Linked DNA regions of Mus musculus: region 2 is linked to region 1. A link is a contact called in public promoter capture Hi-C data. All regions are on one chromosome and are shown on one strand. The core of a region is the stretch at or near the end of the contact, and the rest is flanking DNA. Distances in the headings are between cores, read along the strand shown. Region 1 holds the start of Zfp213 (zinc finger protein 213). Region 2 holds the start of Elob (elongin B).

Region 1 (6,609 bases), core at 786-3,285:
GGGGTTTCTTGAACCTCAAATCTCCAGATGTAAGGGCTGCCCTGGGTAGAAACAAACAGTAGGGGGAGGATGAGAAACCCACGTCTAATCCAGGAGGTAGAGTGTAGCTGCCAGCATGGAGTCTCATTTTCTGGACTTGGGAACAAGGTAGGTGGTCTCCATGTCTTCTGCAGCTTAAGAGAGCACGACCCTGTTAGGGTCTTAGGAAGAAGTCATTTTTAGATGAAGGGGTGAAAGGTTTGAGGTGAGACAGGTGGATCCAATGAGAGAGACCCTAGAATTTGGCAACTGTAGGGGCCATGAGAATTACCTTGAAAGGGCCCTGCCATTTAGGAGAGAGGGGTGAGGACTGATGGTCTGGAGGGGATAGAAGAACTTGATCTCCAAAGTTGACAGGCAGTGGACAGTGTGTGGCTGTGGTAGATGGTAGTCAGCAAAGTTTCATAGGAGTGGAGGTGGCAAAGTAATGGGGTGAGTAGATGGTCTGGTAGGGGAGAGCATTTAGGTAGAAGACCAGAAGTTGGGACCAGACATCCATACATGAGCCCAAAAGGTGGGATGAGGAGAGGTCGCTCATAGCCTGAAAAGAGCCAGAGATAGGAGTTTCACCCAACCGAGGTGAAGTTCCTGTGACAGCTTGACAAGAGTGGTTTGCATTAGTTACAGAGCCTCCTTTAGTCATAAGTAACCAGATATCGGCGTGGGATAGGAGGATATGCAACTTGAATATGTATGCATACTTATTACCCCCCACACATGTACTTTAGGCTTACACAAAAGACAACCAGAGTTTGTCTTCCATCACCTACATGGTGATGTCACAACCCTCTGTAACTCGAGGGGATCTAATGCCCTCTTCTGACCTCCAGAGGCACCAGGGATGAATGCTGTACATATGCACACATGCAGGTGAAATACTTATATCATAAAAAGTTTTTAAAAGAAAAAAAACACAGGACACTGTGATATACTACAGCTTCCACGGCAGTGAGATGTTTTCTTTCTTTGTTGATTGTGTGTTTTATTTCAGGGGTGGGGAGGTTGCAAAGGCAAGGAAGGATATGAGGCCAGAGAGATAAGTAGATCTGGGGTGCATGACGTGAAATACAGCCTTCACTACTCCACTGTATCACCTGGTCTGATACAGCAACATCAGGAAAGACAGTACAGTACAAGAATCTCGCAGCCTGATGTGCATTCAGGAGGCATCCTGCGAAGCAGGGTTTAGACAACTACAACCTTGCCTTTTAGCAATCAATTACAGAAGGAAATGTACCCTCTGTAGTCTACGTGGACATGGTTTCAGGGTATCTAGAATCCAGAGGCTTGTGGCAGCAAGAACTGAAGCCTGTCTCAAAACAGCCCTGCCTGAAGCTGCAGGGACAATCAGCTTTGATCAATGTGTAGTTCTCGAAAGGTGTCCATTGAGTGTTTCAGATAGCTGGTGCTGGCATGAGGTCAGTCCGGCTGGCTGTTTGACTAACAGTTCTTTTGCTCAAGGCAGCAAGGGAAACAAGGGAGAGTCCGACAGTTGCCACACAGAGTCAAATTGCCCCGTTCTGGTTTTGTCTATTTTATAGGAAAGTATGTTTACAATATAAAGGTAATTTACCATTAACACCAATAGTGACTTTAACAAACTACAGTAATGCTTAACACATGCCCGGGCAGAGGTGGGCCTCCTGTTCAGTGTCCCTAGGCATCAGGACTCCTGTTCCTCAGCTCAGTACAGATGTAGCTGCTGATAGGAGGGCAGGAGGTACTGACCATGATGGAGGCTCCGCTCGAATTAGACTGCACTTTCCAGGAAGCCCCGAGACCTCCCAAGCATCCGACTTAGGTATAGTGCGACCCAGAAAGCGAAAATGAGACTTCTTCCAAATCTCTAGCTCCAGGGTGTCAGATCGGCTTAGTCGTGAGAATCCTCCCTGTTCATTGGCTGCCCATCTCCGACATTCTGGATAGTACAAGCGCCAAATGCTTATCCCCGCGCATGCGCCAGCTGGTTTCCCAGCGCCCCCCGCGCGAGCTTCCTGCCCCGGGCGCTGCTGGGGAAGCGCCGAGCTCCCGCGCGGCTCTGGGCGGTGTGTCCTGGGGGCGGGACCGGCGCGTTGCGCAGACCGGATCCTGCGGATTCGGCGCTCGAGGCGCCTGCGGGAGAGGACAAGTTCCTGGGAGCAGCGCGGGCTGCCGGCGCCTCCGGGTTCTCCGGGTCTGCCACGCGGAGCCCGGCCACCCTCACCAGGCTGCTGGGGACCGTCCCCATTTCCCACGTCCTGCCGAGCGACCCTGGTGAGTCCGGGCCCTCCCTGAGGACACCTCCTCGGTCACTGGAGGATAAGGCAGAAGGCTCGAGAAGAGAAGCGTAAACGAAGTGCTTGTGGTAGTGGAGAAGAAATGGAAACCGCCCGTATGCATCACTTGGGTTGGTTGAGAAACTGAAGTACCCCGTGCCACGGAAGCGTATAGGTTCACTTTCGAAGAAACGTTGCTAGGTGAAAAATGGTTTGCTCATAAGATCTCATTTATGTAAAACACACATCCCGTGCTTGTAGATTCTGGAGATAACTATTTTCAGTAAAAAAATATGTCACCGTCATATATCAGATTGTCAGTGAATCAAAAAGAAACATTGTTATATTAACACTTCCCTCCCGTTCTTTAATTTATGATGTTCATGCTAATTAGACTGTTGAAATAAAAGAGAAAAATTCAAGTCACACGTATGAGAGTATGTGAAGTAATAACAACATAAAATACAAATACTTGCCATACATTCATATATAGTTGTGAATAAATGGTGTTCATGAGGCCTCCTACCCATCTGCCCCTTAATTGGAGTAAGGTGTTTCTGGAATTTGTAAGCTTTTTATTAAAAAAAAAACAAAAAACAAAGATTTTTATATGTCTTAAGTGTTGGCTTTCATGTATGTAAGTGTACCACATGTATGTAGTGTTCAAGAAGGGCCAACAGAGGCTGTCAGATACCTCAGAACTGGAATTACAGATGGTTGTGAGCCTCTATGTGGATGCTGGAAATTGAGTCTGGGGCCTTGACAAGACAAAGACATACTCTTAACCACTGAGCCATCTATCCAGCCCCATAAATTTGTGAGTTTTCAAATTTGAGAAAAATAACAGTATGGCCCATCAGTAGAGGGACTTAAGACTACATTTATAATTAAACACGATAATTATAATTTTTAAAAGACATTGTTACTCTATAGCTCAGACTGATTCTAACTCTGGCCACTCCTGCCTTGGTCCCTACAGTTCTTGGATTAGACATGTACCACTATGCATGCGCTGCTGTGCCCAGTGAAATTTTACAACTGAAGTATGTCTACTTAAAAACATACTTAAAAATAGCTCAAGTGGTGGCATGGGCCCCCCCAGCAGTTGGGAGGCAGAGGCAAGAGCATTTCTGAGTTTGGGGCCAGCCTGGTCTACAAGTGAGTTCCTTGCTACACAGAGAAACCTTGTCTTGAAAAACAAAACTAGAACAGCTCAGTGATTTAAAGTGGTTTCTGTAGAGTTATTTTATTCTATGTGTGTGAGTGTTTTTTTAAAATTATTTATTTATTTATTTATTTATTTCATGTATGTGAGTACACTGTAGCTGTACAGATGGTTGTGAGCCTTCATGTGGTTGTTAGGAATTGAAATTTTAAGACCTCTGCTTGTTTGGGTCAACCCTGCTTGCTCAGGCCCAAAGATTTATTTATTATTGTACATAAGTACACTGTAGCTGTCTTCAGATGTACCAGAAAAAGGTGTCAGATCTCATTATGGGTGGTTGTGAGACACCATGTGGTTGCTGGGATTTGAACTCAGAACCTCCGGAAGAGCAGTCAGTGTGCTTACTCACTGAGCTGTCTCGCCAGCCCCCAAGTATTTTACCTGCATAGGTGTAGTGTACTATCTGTAGAACTTTTGCCTGAGGAAGTCAGAAGAGGGGGCTTGGCCCCCTGGAACTAGAGTTACAGATAGTTGTGAACCGCCATGTGGGTGCTGCAAACCAAACTTGGTTCCTCTGTAAGAGCAGTAAGTGCTCTTAACCTCTGAGCTATCTCTGCAGCCCGCTAGCTTCAGACTTTCCATGTAGCTGAAGATGACCCTGAATTTCTAATCCTTCTTTGAACATCTGAGTGCTGGGATTACAAATATGTACCATCTCACCCAGTTCCAGGTAGTGGTGGGGATCATTTAAGCTAGGCAAGCAGTCTAACAACTGAGCTACACATGCAGCTAGCTCAAGGAATCTTTACAGACTGCACAGACATGCTTATTTTTGCATGGAAAGTTACTATACATGAAGGTAAAAACAAGCTCATATTAACAGATGGAGTACTGCTTCCAAATGAGGGACATTAGGTTTTGCTGTCAAATGGGCCATGAAAAGCCCAGATTTGGGATGTCAGATGTGGTGATGAAGGATTGTGGGTCGGTATTACCAATACACAGTTACAAAGAGCACACAGTTGCAGTAAAGCATAAAGAGGCTTCAGAGGCACAGAGTGGGTGCCAGAGTCCCCCAACTTTCCTGCAGATTGGTGTATTCCGATCTCCTTCAAATACTGTTCTTTTACTATTTCCATAGGCAAGTGTGTCCTGATGCCAACCCACTCGTCACAGAGAATCCCTCTAGGACACTGAAAGGCTCAGCTCTGGAGCCTCAAGCTAAGGCTGACCAGCCCTGAGCCTTAGGCCAGGGGCATGGCATCCCTCCAGGAGCTCCAAGACCCTGCTCCCGGGGAGGAGGAAGGACTCATGATTGTGAAGGTGGAAGACTGCTCCTGGGAACAGGAGCCTGTCCAGCCGGTGGACAGCCGGGATTCCGAAGCCTGCCGCCAGCGGTTCCGACAGTTCTGCTTCAGGGATGCGGGTGGACCACACGAAGCCTTCAGCCAGCTGTGGGAGCTCTGTTGCCGCTGGCTGCGGCCTGAGCTGCACAGCAAGGAGCAGATCCTGGAATTGCTGGTGCTGGAGCAGTTCCTGGCTGTGCTACCAGGGGAGATCCAAGCCCAGCTTCAGAGACAGCACCTTGGGAGCGGTGAGGAAGCTGTCGCTTTGGTGGAAGACATACAGAATCAGTCGTTGAAAGCCTGGCCACAGGTGAGGGAGGGAGCCCTTCCACGTTTGGAGCCTGAAGAATAGAGACCATCTTCATGGAGATGAGTCTCCACAGGGCCCAGAGGGCAGGGGAAAGCCACCAAGTCTAGAGAAGCACAAACAAAATTCCCAATGTAGTCTTCAGTAAAGAGTCAGGTAAAGCCATGCTTCTCATGACTTTATTGGATTTAAAGTCGTTATGGTCCAGAAATGTGGCTTTTGCTGTCGTTGTATGTTTGTTGGTTTTGAGACAGGTTTTCTCTGTGTAGCCCCTGGCTGTCCTGGAGCTTGCTCCGTAAACCAGGCTGACTCACAGAGATCCATCTGCCTCTGCCTCCCAAGTGAGTCCAGAAAGGTTTTAGCTCTACACAACTACTGTGGTTAATCTATAGGGATACAGTATTACACATCAGAGCTCCAGAGGGGTATAAGGAAACAGAACTGTCTAAGGGTAGCCTGCTGTCTTGTGTTCCAGACACTGGCAGATATGCAGATGGTGTACCAGTGCAGCTAGGCTGTGGGATTCTCCCATGGCAGGAGGACCACCCCTGCTCCATTTCTCCCTTGCTAAGGAGCTATAATTCTGGCCTTTTAGTGACTGGTTCTTGTTTCTTTTCTTTTTTTTTATTTTTTAAAGATTTTATGTATGTATGTATTTATTTATTATATGATGAATACACTGTAGCTGTCTTCAGACACACCACAAGAGGGCATCAGATCCCATTACAGATGGTTGTGAGCCACCATGTGGTTGCTGGTGATTGAACTCAGGACCTCTGGAAGAGCAGAGGTCAGTGCTCTTAACGGCTAAGCCATCTCTCTAGCCCTGGTTCTCGTCTCTTGATCATGAAGTGTCCTTGGGTACAAAACACTGCCTGGTATCTCATTCTTTTCTGGACTTTCTGGGCTTCCATTTGGTCCCTACCCCTCCCCAACCCTTAGGCTCCTAAGGGCTGTGTCCCAGAACTCCTTCCCAGGATTAAGTTGTGTCATCCCTGACCTCCAGGCTGGTCTCTGCTAATGGGCGCGTTATGGTTTCTGCGCAGGATGAGCTCTCAGAGGCGGAGCCGAAGGCAGCAGTCCAGGGACTCCAAGCCACAGGGTCTCCCCAGAAGACAGGGGTCCAGAAGCAACTCCCTGCACTCCAAGGGCAGCGCAGCCATGGTGAGTGTGACTCTTCAGTCAGCAGTGTGGCCACACAGGGGCGCTATTCCTCCTCTAGAATTGCCCCAGAGTGACAGGCAGCAGAAGCTCAGTCACACAAGTACCCGCGCGACTGCATCTGACCGGGGTGGGGGTGGGGTGGGGGGAGTGGGGGTGGGTGTGGGTGGGAGTGGGTGGGGGGTGTGGGTGTGGGGGTGTGTGTGCACCTGCAAGTGTAGATGAAGCCATCCGTCTCAGCCCTTGACTTTAGCCTGTATGAAGCTCTGTTCTTTTCCTTCAGCCCAGCTCCCTGTTCTTAAAGAGCGACAGACAGGAGAGGTGTTGGATGGCTGC
Region 2 (7,074 bases), core at 1,902-4,401, 260 kb before region 1:
CTGGAGGAGGTTAACTGCCCGGAGCTGCAGGGTCACCTCAGGAGCAAGTCAGGCACGAGGCTAATGCGAGCCAGGGCAGCAGCATGGTGGGTTCACATAGTAAGTGAATCAAGCCAGGAAATGAGTGACCTTGATTGCTTATAGCAGATGAGAGCCCTAGAGAGCTTCCCTTAGACAGACAGTCTCACAGAAAAAAAGAGAAAGAGGAATTTATTGGAAGACTCACCAAAGTTAACATCAGAAAGACTTGCCATCACAGGAAAAGATGCGTTCTTGCATATGGACAGTCTGATATCATGCCTCACCGCGGCACTTTTTGAAAGAAAAAAACTTTGAGACAATGTCTTACTTTGTCACCTTAGCTGGCCTGGAACTATGTAGACCAGGCTAGCCTTGAACTCACAGAGAGAGACTCAACTCCCCCTGCCTCCCAAGTACTGAGATTAAAGCTGTGCTCCTGGTGTTCTTTGTAATTATGTGTCCAAGTGTGCCTCTATCTCTGTGCACATGAGTGCAGGTGCCCACAGAAGCCAGCACTGTCACATCCCCTCCAGCTGAAGTTGCAAGCAGTTGTTAGCCATCTGCTGCGAACACTGGGAACTAACTCTATAAGAACAGTCATTTCTGTGATTGTGGGGTCCCAAGCATCTTTTCAGTCCCAATGCAGGTTTAAAACATAGAATGGGTGGGGAAAAAATTTCTGTACATCTTGAAAACTCAAGGCCAGTTTATACTATATGGGGAGTTCCAAGTCAGCCAGGACTACATAGTGAGATCTTGTCTCAAAAAAAAAAAAAACAAAAAAAAACCCACACAACAAAAAAAAAAAAAAAAAAAAAAACAGGAAATTGTGGTATATACCTATGATCCTAGCACTCAGTCAGGAGGTTGGCAGTAGAAAAATTGAGACCTCAAGGCCAGCCCAGGCCACCAAAATAATTAAGTAGGAACCCATTGGTTAAAACAGTACATACTGCTCTGCAGAGGACCTGAGTTCAATTCCTACCACCCATGGCCGTCAGTCCACAACCACCTGTAACTCCAGCTACAGGGAACCCCTGGCCTCCCAGGCACGACACTCACATGTACAGACCCCACACAAACATATAATTAAAAATAAAAATGTTTAAATAGGGTGGGAATGTCTCTAGCAGAGAATTTAGTATTGTAATATGATTAAAATGAGGAAAGCTCACTCTAGGTAGGTATGGTGGCTACTGAGTTCAAGGCCAGCCTGGCTTAAGAGTATCAGGAAAACTTGCTCCAAACAGAGCTAGTTAGCACTTTGTTCCTATTTCCCTAACAAGCTCAGACAGACAATTCTCCCAGATCCTACAACTTAGGGCCACCCATTAGCCTTGTCTGAAACTCTGATGGTTGCCCACCACTGGCAGAGAAGCTGAGAGGGCCTTTGGTCTTATAATTTAGGATGGCACAAATCAGTGTTCGAAGGGTCTGAAAAATCAAGCCTACAGACCTTTCTGGGAACTGAATCTAGGACGGAAGGTGAGCTGTTGACCCAGGTTCCTGGAGGGAGAGGACAATATCCTGTCTTCTTCAGTCCCAGGAAATGTACCAGAGATAGTAAAAGGAATGAAGATAATCCAAAGAGCCACTGTCCTTTTGTTCCCCACCCCTCTTTGACTATCAGTCTGTAAGGATACATGATTCTCCAAAGAATGATACCCCAGACTCAAATAGTATGTAAATGCAAAGAATGTTTTAAGCTGCACAAGTCCAGCATGCTGGGGTCTCCTATTACCAAGATAGAGACACCCAAGTGAGCTTTCAGGCCTGATTTAAAGCACATTAGAGAATTCCAGTGTAGGTGACCTCTATGTTAATCTGTTGTGCACATCTCTACAGAATTCTATTAACATGGTGTGGGGACTAGAAACTTGCTGGGGAGGTCTGGGAACTGTTACTAAGTAGCTGAGGATGTCTGGAAACTGCTGCTGACCCACTGTCCTTGCATCAGACGAGGTAGTTGGGACAGTCCATTACCTGGACATGAAGGCTGGAGCCTAGGGTTTTGTTTTGTTTTGTTTTTTTAAATCATCAATTGACTTCCCTGGACTTGCCCAGTTTTTAGGCCTAGTGTCCTTAACTGCCAATTTGAAGTCTGTCGTGAAGTCAGCCTAGCCTTCTCAAGGCTGTTAAAAACAATGGTCTCCAAGTAATCAGGATTTCCCCAGGAATCTCATGTTGGAATAAGGAAGGGTTTGACCTGAAACAGATGTCACAGCTCATCAGGCCATCTTGTAGGACAGTCAAATGATGGGCCATACCTTGCCTAACACTACTCATTTGTTCCATTTCAGTTTAAACAAACTCCACAGTCGACTTGGGAAAGTCACTGGACCTCTTCTTATGGCCACATTAAGTAAACCTATCAATGCTTTTCACTATTAACACTTTTTAGTTGGTGTACTGGGACCAGGTGGCCAAGTCTAGCTAGAGTGGACCCTAATAACTACAGCAGAAGTCTCGAAGAGCAATAGTTTCTCTAGCTCCTAAGAGGCCACAAAGCATGGCTGAATTGGATTTAACAAACCCTTAGACCCAAGCCTAGAGCTGGATGAGGAGAATACACAGTGGTGATCTTAGATCCAAAATTGTACATCGTCTCAAAATGGCTGTAAAGTTACCCCTCACATTCCCTGCAAGAGCTTGACCCATAAATAAACGTGGGCTGGAGAGATGGCTCGATGATTATGAGGACTGGCTGTTCTTCGAGGAGTTAGCTAGGTTCGATTTCCTGCACCCCACACGACCAGAGGACCCGACGGCCCTCTTCTGGCCTTCCCAAGCATTGCATGTAACAGTTGCATAGGCATAAATGCAGATAAAACACTCATATAAAATTGTTCATGGCAGATATGCATGAGTAGCTCTCCGTGACTCACTCTCTACGCCCCAAAGCAAGCCCAGCTTGCACCACGGATCCGAGACGGGCTCAATATATAACCACCTATAACCCAGACACCGAGATGGCGGCCAAGCACAGGAAGTGGCTTCCGGATCGCTTAAGATGGCCGCAACGGCGTGGGAGGGGCTGCAGGATAGGGGGCGGGGCGGGCGGGGCCGCGCAGAGCACGCTGGGTCGCGCTTGGGCTGCCGGGAAGGGGCGGAGCGCGGCCGCGCCGGCGCGTCGAGCCAGAAGCAGCCGCCGGGATGGTGAGCGGGCGCGGGGGGGAGGGGCGCGGGGCCGGGGGCGGCGGGGGCTCCGGGGCCACGCCGGGGGCCGCGGGCTAGCGCTGACGCGGGCCCGCCGTCCTCAGGACGTGTTTCTCATGATCCGGCGCCACAAGACCACCATCTTTACGGACGCCAAGGAGTCGAGCACCGTGTTCGAACTGAAGCGCATCGTCGAGGGCATCCTCAAGCGGCCGCCAGAGGAGCAGCGGCTTTACAAGGTGCGACGAGCGGGCGTGGCGGTTGCGCGCGCGGGGGTCCAGACAGGACACTTAACAAGGAGGTCTCTTGATCGTGCTGAAGAGCCGGCAGCATCAGGTCTCCCGGCAGCCGCCCCGCCCTGCCAGGCCGTCTTGCTCAGCGGTTGGGGAAACCGAGGCCTCGATAATCTTACGCAGCCGAAGGTCGTGGCAGAGCCAGGGTTTGTTCCTGGCTAGCCACCTTCGGCCTGTCGGGAGCCCACCGGAATCCCACTGTCACAGGGTGGGGTGGAACTCGAGGAATGCAAGTGTTGTTTAGAAGATAGGTCAAGATCCCACCAGTGATTCACCCAGCCAGTGTTTACCCTCGCCAGTCTTCTGATGTTCTAGAAACACTTGGCATTCAAGCTCACCTCCAGAAGCCAGCTCCAGTTTTGAATAAGCTAGCCTGCGGAGTTGGGTCCTCATGCCCCAATCCCGAGTCAGGCTTCCCAGAAGCGTGCCAGTAATCTAAATACATTGAGCTAATTCCAGCTGTAACTCCAGATTAGAGCCTGGATTCATGTCTCTAAAGGGCTTTTCTCACTGATACCCACTGATCTTTTTCTTGAAAGACCCTCTGCTGGTCTAGGAACCACATAGTGTTTTTAGTGCTGCTTTCTATGCTCCTCATAATTCCCGTTTTAAGGTTAAGGTTGATTTTTAAAAGAAAGGTGGGGAGTGGAGAGAAAAACTTGATAGGACTCAGGGGTGCAGCTGTGTTTAGTGTTAACATAACCTGTATGAAAGCCTAGGTTAGATCACCAGGCGGAAAAAACTGGGCAATAATCCTGTTTGGGAGCTAGATGTAGGAGGATCAGAATTTCAAGAACAAAATACTGTTTGAGATATTTTCTCAAAAAAAAAAAAAATTCCAACTACCTTTTGAATTAGATATATCTAGAGAGCTTGGAAAAGCCAGAATTCAGAGGCCTGTGAGTTTTATTTTTGTGTGTGTGATACCTGCTCTCATACAGTCCAGGTGCTCAGGTGCTCTGGAGGCCAAAGGGATCAGATCTCATGGAAGTGGAATTGTGAACCAATCTATATGGGTGCTAGAAAATGCCCTTGGAAGTCTCTGCCAGAGCTTTTAGCTGCTGTAAGCCATCAGTGCAGTCAGAGCTGGAAATTCTTGGATATAGTCCTGGAATATGTGTTTTATACTTAGGGATGCCTCTTCCTAAGTTCCTCACCTAAGTTGGCTGTCTTTGGGACCTTAGGACCTCTCCCTAAACCCTGCTTCTCTCTTCAGGATGACCAGCTCCTTGATGATGGCAAAACTCTGGGCGAGTGTGGCTTCACTAGCCAGACAGCACGGCCACAGGCCCCAGCCACAGTGGGCCTGGCCTTCCGAGCAGGTAAGATGGCTAACCTGGATGGATGGTAGCTAGCATCTGGTAACATCCAAAGAACAACAACTTTGGAAGCCTATACTGCTCCTCTGAGCTTTTAGGGAATACCTTTTCAGTCCACAAAGATCATGAAGTATTTGTTTCCTTGTTAAAAAACAAAGCATAGGGACTGGAGACATAGCTCAGCAATTTAAGGGTAGCTCTTCCAGAGGAGTTGGGTTCCATTCTAGGTCAGAAGTGTAATTGTACATCAGGGGACTGAAGCCTTCTTTAGTGTTCTTGAGCACCAGGCATGTACTTGGAGCAGACTTACATGCAAAGGGCCCATACACATAATTTTTAAAACTTGAAACATAAACAAGAGGTGTGGAAATTAAAGGTAACTTGTAGGTTCCTGGTACCACCCACATTTTTAACAGGATTTATTGAGTCCATGGCCTTATTCCACCTGATCTTTTTGTTTGTTTTCTAGAAAGAGTTTATCTATATAGTTTGGTTTTCTGTTTTTTAGACCCAGAGTTTAGTCCTGGCTGACCTGTAATTTGCTCTGCCTCTCAAGTGCTGGGATTAAAGATATTCCCCACTGAACCCAGCTCCGCCTAATTTTTTCATAGTAGCCTTGTGAGGCCATTGTCTTCACTTTGCAGATTTTGAAACTAGGACAATGAAGTGCTATAGATGACAGGCAGACTATAATGCACTTACTTGGCTGGAACAGATACCATGCCAGATTTAGCAAATCACCTTTTTTGTTTGTTTGGGGTTTGTTTGTTTTTGTTTTTTTGAGACAAGGTTTCTCTGTTATAGCCCTGGCTGTCCTGGAACTCACTCTGTAGACCAGGCTGGTCTCGAACTCAGAAATCCGCCTGCCGAGTGCTGGGACTAAAGGTGTGTGCTACCACACCCCGACAGATTGTGCCAGATAGACACGACAAGTGAAGCAAGTGATTTGGGAAAGTTAGATCATGTTATACCTATGGTGCATGCCTTTAATCCTATGCTGAGGCCAGCCTGGTCTACAGGGAGTTCCAGGACAGCTAGGCAATGAGAGGCAGGTAGAGATTTAATAATTTTATTATTTGCCTCTGAGATTTTAAAGAGGGATGGTCCTCGGACTTGTTTTCACAGCTGTGAACCCCAAGGACTGTGTATATGGGGAATAAAATGTAGAAAAATGGCTCAGCAATTAAGAATACTGGCTCTTGCAGGGGACCTGGGTTCAGTTCCCAGTACCCACATGGTAGTTTACAACTGTTCATTTCGGTTCCAGAAAATCAGTGCCTTTGGCCTTCATTGGCACACATACATACATACATGAAAGCCCATATACATACTCTAGAAAGAGGCTAAGATGGGAAAAGAAATAGAAGTGTAAATTATCCTTTTTAGTTTTTGTAAAGTAAACCTCAGCTCACCAAGCTATATATCCTTATGCATAGCCGATTGTCCCTGCCCCACCCAGCCTGGAATTTCCATCTCCATAGCCCCCCCCCCCCCAAGGGCTTGCTGCAAATATCCTTTTATCACGATAAATATCCTGGGAGGTATCTGCTCCAAGGTAACTAGTAGCCTGTGAGTCAGCAATGAGGCACTTATAGGGCTGGTGAAGATACACGGGCCAGATAGATCCCCTTTTGCGTGGGTTCCTGTGGCTAAAATACAGCTTGTCTGCGTAAGCTAAGTTAGGTTGTTATGTCAAAGCTAAGGGCACACAACTCCTGATATGGCATTAGATATGGGCAAGACTGGACCAGAGGCTTTATTACCCCTCAGGCCAATGGAATGTGTTAATGGCAGGATTTGCAGAAGCACTTCTGGAAGCAGCTGACAGCATTAGGTTTCTGGACCTAATTAGGTTGCTTTCACTGCTGCTGCCACTCAAATGTCCATACTGAAGGCTGAAGGCTATTAGGAAGGTTTGGCAAATGGCGTTTTAACTAGACCAGTAACAGGAATGAGAATTCATTCTCCCCCAACCCCCAGAAGTTTGTGTAACCTTAGCTGCCCAGCCAAGTGCTAAGATTAAAGGCGTGGACCACCACCACTTGGCTGATGGTCAGTTTCTAAACCTTTGCTCTTAATAGAAAGCACATCTACATCCTTGACTTCTTTCTTGATCAAACCCCAGCTCTTTGCCGTCTTCCTTACTAATTTTACCAACCAGTAGCATTGAGGGCCAGGTAAGGAATTTCTAGGTGGACACAAACAGGAGAAAAGATAGAAAGTGGAGTTCATGTTTTGTACTGACTGTGGACACTGGAAACCAGGATTAAAGAATTCTGAGGTTG

Evidence for each region. Capture Hi-C pulls out chosen DNA fragments and counts their contacts.
Region 2: a contact with region 1 is called in a promoter capture Hi-C map of liver. The contact joins the promoter of Elob here to the promoter of Zfp213 in region 1. A contact is called at or near these places in 4 of 39 promoter capture datasets (cranial neural crest, embryonic stem cells, hippocampal neurons and 1 more), 1 of 484 Hi-C or Micro-C datasets (uterus), 2 of 115 datasets of contacts at active chromatin or transcription factors (embryonic stem cells and pancreatic cancer cells) and 3 of 9 other capture datasets (adipose tissue, liver and pancreatic islet).

Annotation. Positions count from the first base shown.
Region 1 is chr17:23,559,652-23,566,260 of GRCm38.p6, reverse strand. It overlaps Zfp213 (zinc finger protein 213), which reads left to right and starts at 2,035. Exons shown (of 6, transcript NM_001033496.3): 1 at 2,035-2,292; 2 at 4,601-5,115; 3 at 6,159-6,276; 4 at 6,557-6,609. The coding sequence starts at 4,717. 6330415G19Rik (RIKEN cDNA 6330415G19 gene) reads right to left here. Exons shown (of 2, transcript NR_126484.1): 2 at 967-2,491.
Region 2 is chr17:23,825,186-23,832,259 of GRCm38.p6, reverse strand. It overlaps Elob (elongin B), which reads left to right and starts at 3,151. Exons shown (of 4, transcript NM_026305.2): 1 at 3,151-3,177; 2 at 3,282-3,416; 3 at 4,687-4,792. The coding sequence starts at 3,175.